Linked DNA regions of Mus musculus: region 1 is linked to region 2. Evidence: chromatin contacts called from public promoter capture Hi-C data. All regions are on one chromosome and are shown on one strand. Each heading gives the region's core, a stretch centred on a gene start, on an enhancer-like site or on the middle of the called end of the contact. The rest is flanking DNA. Distances are from core to core; before and after follow the strand shown. Region 1 holds the start of Ecm1 (extracellular matrix protein 1). Region 2 holds the start of Tmod4 (tropomodulin 4).

The links. Promoter capture Hi-C pulls out the DNA fragments that hold promoters and counts their contacts.
Region 1: a promoter capture Hi-C map of hippocampal neurons shows a contact between it and region 2, with 5 times the contacts expected there. The contact joins the promoter of Ecm1 here to the promoter of Tmod4 in region 2. A contact is called at or near these places in 2 of 39 promoter capture datasets (hippocampal neurons and liver), 1 of 115 datasets of contacts at active chromatin or transcription factors (pancreatic cancer cells) and 1 of 9 other capture datasets (pancreatic islet).

What each region holds. Positions count from the first base shown.
Region 1 is chr3:95,737,547-95,741,769 of GRCm38.p6, reverse strand. Ecm1 (extracellular matrix protein 1) reads left to right here and starts at 2,201. Exons shown (of 11, transcript NM_007899.3): 1 at 2,201-2,397; 2 at 3,469-3,531; 3 at 3,654-3,758; 4 at 3,882-3,962; 5 at 4,057-4,137. The coding sequence starts at 2,328. Tars2 (threonyl-tRNA synthetase 2, mitochondrial (putative)) reads left to right here. Exons shown (of 18, transcript NM_027931.3): 17 at 334-448; 18 at 1,451-1,796. The coding sequence ends at 1,599.
Region 2 is chr3:95,123,209-95,127,396 of GRCm38.p6, reverse strand. It overlaps Tmod4 (tropomodulin 4), which reads right to left and starts at 2,883. Exons shown (of 10, transcript NM_016712.4): 1 at 2,819-2,883; 2 at 1,720-1,882; 3 at 1,421-1,577; 4 at 870-986; 5 at 1-57. The coding sequence starts at 1,842.

The DNA of each region.
Region 1 (4,223 bases), core at 952-3,451, 620 kb before region 2:
TGCTGTGCACAGGTCCACAGCCTGAGCCGCATGAGGTTCTTTATGGAGAAACTATGGACGGACGAGAGTTGAACAGCTGGTTGGGAGATGGGTGCCTAACAACCGACAGAGCCCAAAGAATAATTGAGGCTTCATTTTCTGTGAGAAGCACACAAAGGTTTTAGGTCAGGGATGGGAAGGAGGCCTCAGTATCTCAGAGAAGAGGCAGTTAGCCAGCTCCTGAGAGCATTGGAGGAAGTGGGGATGTGAGACAAGTATCCGAGGAAGAATAGTAACCAACCATCATAGCTCAGCTTCCATTCAGATTTACTCATCACCAAATCTGTATCCCAGGTGCAACAGTGCCTGCAGGCTGCAGGACTTGTGAGTGATCTCGATGCAGACTCTGGACTGACCCTCAGCCGGAGAGTCCGCCGGGCCCAGCTTGCCCACTACAACTTTCAGTTTGGTAAGAGGGTTAGTCGTAGACCTCAGAGCCCCAAGCTCTGCATTCTCTGTACTAACTCTATTGTTTAGCTCTGTGTACATTGAATTAATTGGGACTCATTACCTGGGCTGGGTAGGAGCCTGACTAATCTGCCTGCCTTCCATTGCTCCTTCCCACAACCTATTCCATCCCTCAGAACAGTTGTCTTCTCATTAACCCTACCCTAGGCTGTTTCTGTAAGTTAATTAACCAGGCCAGCATCAAAGAGGAAGGGACAGGAGAGGATTAAGAAGGCATCAGTTGAAGCCAGGCATGGTAGGCACACCTGTAATCCCAGGATTTGGCAGGTACAGGAGGGAGGGCAAACATGTGAGGCCACTGTGGGCTGTATGTAGCAAGATTATCAGTGAACCAGAAGCTGTAGTGCTCTGTGGTGGAGCACTGGCCTCCAATGAGTTAGGTCCCAGCACCAAAACCAATAAAGGCATTAATTAATTGCCTTGTTTATTGTTGTGTGGGTGGAGGCAGCTCTAGGGGACAAGAAAGGTCTTAGGGAAGGAAGTTGCTCCTGACTCTTGGGCCTCTGGAAGCAAGAAGCAGAAACTCCTAGCCAGACCGCCTGACTGGGGCATCACGCATGCCCGTTGCCTTGGCAGCACTGAGAGCAAGCCCCGCCCTGCTGTTTCCCCTTCCTGTACCGTACCCCTCCCCCCAGGTCACACACATACAGTTTTTCTTTTTGTGTAGCTCTCCATGTTTGTCTCTGTCTAACTGACTCTGTATCTCCCAGCCCTGGGCTCCTGACCTGCAGGGAGAGGGGAGTAAAGCCCGGCCCACTTCCTTATCTCATCAGAGTGGACAGTCAGCAGCAGGGCAGGCGAGCTAAGCATGGGCTTCAGCCACGGCTAGGCTCTGCTCCTACCTTTCCTAAAGATTCAGGAGTTTGAAGTTTCTGCAAAGCAAAAGGAAACAACCCATAGGGTGACTTTTGCTTGGGTTTGCAAATCTTTCCTCTTCCTGCAGTGGTTGGCCAGAGAGAGCAGAGTCAAAGGACAGTGAACGTACGCACGCGAGATAACCGGCAGCTCGGGGAGCGAGACCTGGCCGAGTCCGTGCAGAGACTGCTGGAGTTACAGAACGCCAGGGTCCCCAATGCAGAAGAAGTGTTCTGAGTCATGTCCATTGGTGATGTACAGACTCATGAGAGCCGTCCGTCCCTTTCCACGGGACAGTAACCCAGCTGGCAGCCCCGCATGTCCCCGAGGCCTCAGAACTGCTCTCTGAAAATAGACATGGTGTGGGGGCTCCCCACAGAAAGGAATGCTGTACTGACTGGATAGAAGGAGAATAAAAATATACTTGAAGCCAAGGCTGTGCCTTCATCTGAGTCCGAATGCTTTACTCCCTCTTTCCCAGACCTGAGGCAAAGGGATACTGAGGCCTCTGACCAGCAAGGGCACTGCCTCAGGCAGCCATTCTCCTCCCACTCCCACTCAGGAGAGTGTCAGATCCATTCTTTATAAAGGACAGTATGCAGATGGGAAACTGAGGCACAAATTAAGGGTCCAGATGACAACTTGCTCCATGATCCTCTGCATCAGTTTGGAGGGGATCCAGGAGTGCTCCCTTCCATCACCTCCATTCTTCCCAGGCTAAGGAGGCTCCAGGAGTCTGGGAGGAGTGGCTGTAAGAGGAGGAGCAGCAGGGACTGAGTCATGGCAGGAAACAGGGGGGCGGGAGATAGCATATAAAGAGAGACAGACAGCAGGCCTTGAAGTTCACAACGGCAGTAGCAACAGCCAGGGGAGCAGGCTTGCAGCAAGTGGCCCAACCCCTTCAAGTCTAGATCTGCCTGTGACAACCAGCTTCTGGGTGACCAGTGACCAGTTCTTGCCCCAGGATGGGGACCGTATCCAGAGCAGCCTTGATCTTGGCCTGCTTGGCTCTTGCTTCTGCTGCCTCTGAGGGAGGTGAGTCGGGGTGGGGTCAGCAGTTGCTTAAGAGTCTGGCTCCAAAGAGCTCAGCAGTTGGGTGATTGGCTTCCTTTATATGAACATGTCACTGTGAAGTGGGGCTGAACCTTTAACCATGGAGGCTGGAACAGGAGCAGAATAGCTAGAGGTAGTTGCTAAGAAACACAAAAATTAGAGTCAAATAGACACAAGACAGGTGAGTTTACAGGGTGAGGATCCTCCTGTCAGAACACGTGAGGAGGGACGAGGAGGCAGGTGAGGAGGAAAAGAAGCCCTCGGGCTGCTAAAACTCAGCCTACCGAGCCAGGGAGCCTAGACTGGCTCACTCTGGTCAGAGGACGAGTTAGAGTTCACCCACATTCACCCCCTATTACACACACGCACTGCTTTGAAGTCTGAACAAAAGGAAATACCAACTCTGGACAGGACAGAGACTTAGATCCTTCTATAGATAGCCGTGTCTGAGACAGCTCCACCTCGCTGCTGTCCTGGTTCCTAGGTTTGTGCCTTCGGTTCAGCTCCAGATGTGAAGGTGCTTTGCCAGCCTGGTGACCTGTATTCCGTCCCAGTAACCCACATGGAAGGGGAGAAATGACTCCCACAAGTTGTCCTCTGACCTATACACATCACCACGGTGACACACTGGCCCCCTCCACACATACACAAATAATATTTTTCTTGTTTAAGAAACCTAAAATAAGCTGAGATTGAAGGGGAAGGCACTTAAACATTTGGCTAACCGTCCCACCCAAAGGCCAAAAGTATTTTTAAAGGCCTATAGGAAGAAGTTTGAAGAGAGGTGGATCCTGGAACATCAGCGCATTGGAGGGGACGGCAGCCACAAGCCCCATCCAAGGGAGATACTGACAGGAAATCAGACCTCCATTCCCAGCCACATTCTTTTAGACCCCAACTCAGAACCCAGCCACTCAGAGGGGAGGTGTGTGACAGGTGGCTCCCCCACAGCGGGCTTTCCACAGTCTCGGCCTCCACAGCCTCCCCATCCTCTGTCCAGGACCAGGAAAGGACGCCTCAAAACTGCCTGACTTTTGTCTTTCCTTCCTCTAGCCTTCAAGGCTTCAGACCAGCGAGAGATGACGCCAGAGCGCCTCTTCCAGCACCTCCATGAAGGTGAGAGCCTCAGAACTAACCAGATCGGATGAAGACGGGTGCTCAGGACAGCATGGCTGTAGAATTTGTGGGGAACAAGCATGCAATTGGGAGGCTCTGAGTGTCTCCCCTCTTGCCTCTAGTAGGTTATGCAGCACCCCCTTCCCCACCACAAACCCGGAGACTCCGAGTTGACCACTCTGTAACTTCTCTGCATGACCCTCCCCTCTTTGAGGAACAAAGAGAAGGTGAGGCTGCCCCAAAGCCCTCTCAGTTCCCGTTGAGACCTCTAATCTAGTGTACTTCCTGCTCCTCAGGAAGGGAGGGACCCCCCCACCCCACTGTCTGCCTCACAACTGCCTGTTCTGTAGTGCAGCCCCCTTCCTCTCCAGAAGACATCCCTGTGTACGAGGAAGACTGGCCCACTTTCCTAAACCCTAATGTAGATAAAGGTGAGTGCTTCCCTGCCCCCCAACCCCCGCCCACCCCACTGTGATGCTGACACTAGCCTGACCTCCCTCCCTTGTGCCCTCCCCCATCTTGCAGCTGGTCCTGCTGTCCCTCAAGAAGCCATCCCCCTGCAGAAAGAGCAGCCCCCTCCCCAAGTCCATATTGAACAGAAGGAAAGTGAGTGACTGCCTCTTTCCTGCACAGCTTTCCTGCGGAGCCCATGGGCTTGGGGAGGAGGGGCACATGGGACTTACTCTCCTGAG
Region 2 (4,188 bases), core at 1,634-4,133:
TGCAGATGGCATCATAATATTGCTTGTTGCTCATCAGTGTATACATGCCCAGGATGGCTGGTGAGGGGAAGCAGAGGGACACAGGAGGTGAGGTACCTGCACAGCCCTGCCTCCTGCCTCTCTTTGCTAAAGCAGTTTTAGAGCCTGGTCTTCCACTCATGCGGAGTTTCTCACCCTCCCTCAGCTCCAGGAGTCTCTTCCATAAACCTGCCAAGGCAGTGACTTCTAACACATGAGAGGGCCCAGGAGGCCCTTAAGGAGCTTCGAGAGGAGAGGGTGAACCATCTACAGAGAAGGAAGATCCTCAGCCAGTTTCAGGCAGAACAGCTCCACTTTGATCTGCCTTCCCAGCCCCTGTAAGGCTGCTCTTGAATGAGCCAATGTACAAGGGAATAAGAAAAGTTAAAAACCAAGCTGGGCGTGGTGGCACATGCCTTTAATCCCAGCACTCGGGAGGCAGAGGCAGGTGGATTTCTGAGTTCGAGGCCAGCCTGGTCTACAAAGTGAGTTCCAGGACAGCCAGGGCTACACAGAGAAACCCTGTCTCCAAAAAAAAAAAAAAAAAAAAAAAAAAAAAAAAAAGAAAAGAAAAGAAAAGAAAGAAAAAGAAAAAGAAAAGAAATGTGCCTGGGCCAGGTAGTGATAGTGAATGCCTTTAATCCTAGCACTCAGAAGGCAGAGCAGGCAGATTTCTGTGAGCTCGAGGCCAGCCTAATCTACAGAGTGAGTTCTAGTACAGCCAGGACTACATAGAGAATCCACTGCTAGAAGGTTTCTGAGACATCGTGTTCTGGCTCAGGCCTTTCCTAGTCCTATGTCAAGATGCCACAAGCCCCATCCCCAACCTTCAAGGACCGGCGGCTGCCCACCTGCAATGTCACACATTTCAGCATCTGTAGCATGGGACAGCGCTTCCTCCAGCTCAGGCTCCAGCGTAATCTGTTCCTGTGCTGGGATTTCTCTCTTAGGCTGAATAAAGGGTTTTCCTGATAGAGAGATGAAGGACTGTTCAGGCAGAGGTGGTTTCTTCCAAGATGGTGGCTCCACCTTCTCTATCTTTTCCATATGGGGTCAGACTGGATCACTAGTGACATCAGAAAGCCTGAATGTTGTACAGGGACTCTCTGGTCCTCTCATTCCCTCCTAAGGATTGAAGAGGACAGGCTGGTGTGCTGGCAGATGTCTGTGATCTCAGCATTTGGCAAGCTAGAGTAGTAGGACTGCTAGTTCAGGGCCAACCCGGGCTGCACAAGGAGATCCTATCTCAAAAATCAAAAAACTGAAGAGAACAAATTAGCATGTAGTCATCAAGACTGAGTCTCTGACAGATCGCTACTGGAGACAGGGAGAATAGCTAGCAGGGAGGCACAAGAGACAGCCATTTGGCTCCTGGGAGGCATAGATGTTAGGGTGCCCATACCCTTCTTCTCGCCAGTGTAGGGCACCAAGTCATCACGCTCTTTGACTTCTAGCGCCTGTTGCTCCAGGTACTGCAATAGGGCATCTCTGTCCAGTGGCCCTGTTGGACTCTTCTTTGTCTGGTCACGTTGTCTCAGGCCAGCTGGCAAGAGCATGTTCTTAGGGATGAATTTTGGGGAACAAATTAAGCACTCTCCAGACAGATATTCCCTGGTCCTTTTGGGATTTCATGTCTTGTTCTCAGCTACCTAGAATCACTCCTTCCCACATACAAAGGGATGCCCTGGCCTGTGCTCCTACCTCAGGATCCATTTCTTGTAGCTCACAGTCCAGCTGTTCTAGCTCTTCAGGGCTCAGGGTCCTTAGGATCTCATCTTCGTCGATGTCTCTGTATTTCTCCAGTTCCTTCTGATAGGATGACATGGTGGCCCCTACCCCTTCCCCACGGTGTGACACTCACAGCCTGGGGGACATGAGAAAAGTTGTTGGATGTGGACACTGAGGGCACAAGAAGTCCAGCCATAGTTAGGACACTGACCTTAGAGACTAGAGTCTGCCAGGGATGGGAAAATCAGATAGTTCACTGTTAGTTTCCCTCCTAGTCCCTGCACTTTCTAGCCATTCTAGATGGGGATTCTAGTCTCCAGGCTGGGTCTATCCACCCACCGTGCGATGGAGAAATCCTGGTAGCACCCTCCCCTACAACCTTACCCGGCAACGTCTCTTGCCCTGACACAGCTGCTGGAGGCCCTGCCAGCACAGCTGGCTCCACGCCCAGTTCCTATTGAAAGGTGGGAGGGGGAGGCAGAGAGCTCCAGGAAAATTCCTCCTTTCTTCCCCATTACCCAGGCCTGTTGGAAACTGGTAAGCAAGGAGGCTTGACTGGGTTAGAGTGGTTGCCTCTAATGACACCCTCACTCCCTCCTTCATTGTCAAGGACCAAGACCTCACTTTCTGTGTTTGCTAAAAGTCTAAATCAGAAGGGAAAGTAAGGCTTAGAAGCTGGGGCACTTCCAGATTGGGGGAAGGGCAGTGTGGCCTCAGAAGGCATTCGGTTCCCATAATCTGTCACCAGAAAGGTGACACTGGAACCCTGGGTAAAAGAAGAAGAAGAAGAAAAAAAAGTCTTCTAAATGAGGAGGTGGGATGATAAACTTGCACCACCTTTCAGTGGGAAAAACAGTCAAGCTCTAAATACATACCACACTCAACATGGAAGGTGATACTGAGCGTGAGGCACTGACAAGGCAGCTACAGAGTCAAGACAGAAACATCGGCGGCAGGACACAGCAGAGACATGCCAACTCTCTTCCCCTAGGCCCACTCTGCCATCTCCCACCAGGCTCTCACCCGTAAGACCCCTTGTTCCCACCTACCAGTCCCAATGGTCACCTCTCACCTCCCCTTGTCAGTTGGTCCGTCTGTTCTACTGGGACACTGTCCGGTCAGCAGGAGGAGTCTGGTGCCGGGGGAGAGCGTGGGGGAACAGTGAGCTCAGCATTTTATTATTTTAGCTCTGGCCAGGTGGGGAGTGGTGGGAGATCACATATACACAGACCCCATACCTTGCCCAGCCCTGAGAGCCTCTAGTGGCCAGTATCAGCCATGACATGTCCTCTTTCCCTGCAAGCAGAGTCCTCCAGTGGAGAATCAGATGACTCCTACGGTAGGGTACCAGTTCTGCTCAAAGCACTGAATAGAAGATGATGTATCAATGTAACAGCCATTGTGCCTCACACCTGAATTCCCTTGACAGGGGACACTAAGATAGGACTGCTACAAGACGGAGAGCAGCATGAACTTCATGGTGAGCTCAAAGCCTTGTAGTAATTTTTTTTTCCTTTTTAACTTTTTTAAAAGGGAGAGGGGGCACATGCCTTTAATCGTAGCACTTGGGAGGCAGAGACAGGCAGATTTCTGAGTTCAAGGTCCAACCTGGTCTACAGAACAAGTTCCAGGACAGCCAGGGCTAGAGAAACCATGTCCTGAAAAAACGAGAGAGAGAGAGGTCTCAGGTGGTTAAGACTGCTGCACAATTGTGAGGTCCCCGCACCTACATAACAGCATAACAGGGTGGCAGACACAGGAACATTGGGGGCTTGCTGGCTCCTGATAGCCTAGAGAACAGGAGCCCAGGTTCAGAAAGAGAGCCTGTCTCAAAGGATAGGTGGAATTACAGATGACCCTGCCTGGCCTCTGCATAGGTGCACCACCCGACACGTGGTTGTATACATAGACACATACAGAGACACACACACTCAGTGTAAGGATTTTGTTCTGGTATTTAAGAGACTATGTACTGGCTGGTTTTATGTGTCAATTTGACACAGGCTGGAGTTATCATGGAGAAAGGAGCTTCAGTTGAAGAAATGCCTCCATGAGATCCAGCTGTAAGGCATTTTCTCAATTAGTGAACAAGGGGGAAAGGCCCCTTGTGGGTGGGACCATCTCTGGGCTGGTAGTCTTGGGTTCTGTAAGAGAGCAAACTGAGCAAGCCAGTAACATCCCTCCATGGCCTCTGCATCAGCTCCTGCTCCCTGACCTGCTTGACTTCCTTTGGTGATTAACAGCAATGTGGAAAGTATAAGCTGAATAAACCTTTTCCTCCTCAACTTGCTTATTGGTCATGATGTTTGTGCAGGAATAGGAACCCTGACTAAGACAGACTAAGAGAGTTAAATATGGATAACCCAGGTAAGTGTAATAAAAATGATAGACATGAGTGCAGGCATCTTTATGACACCCACTACTTAGTAAATACATGCTACT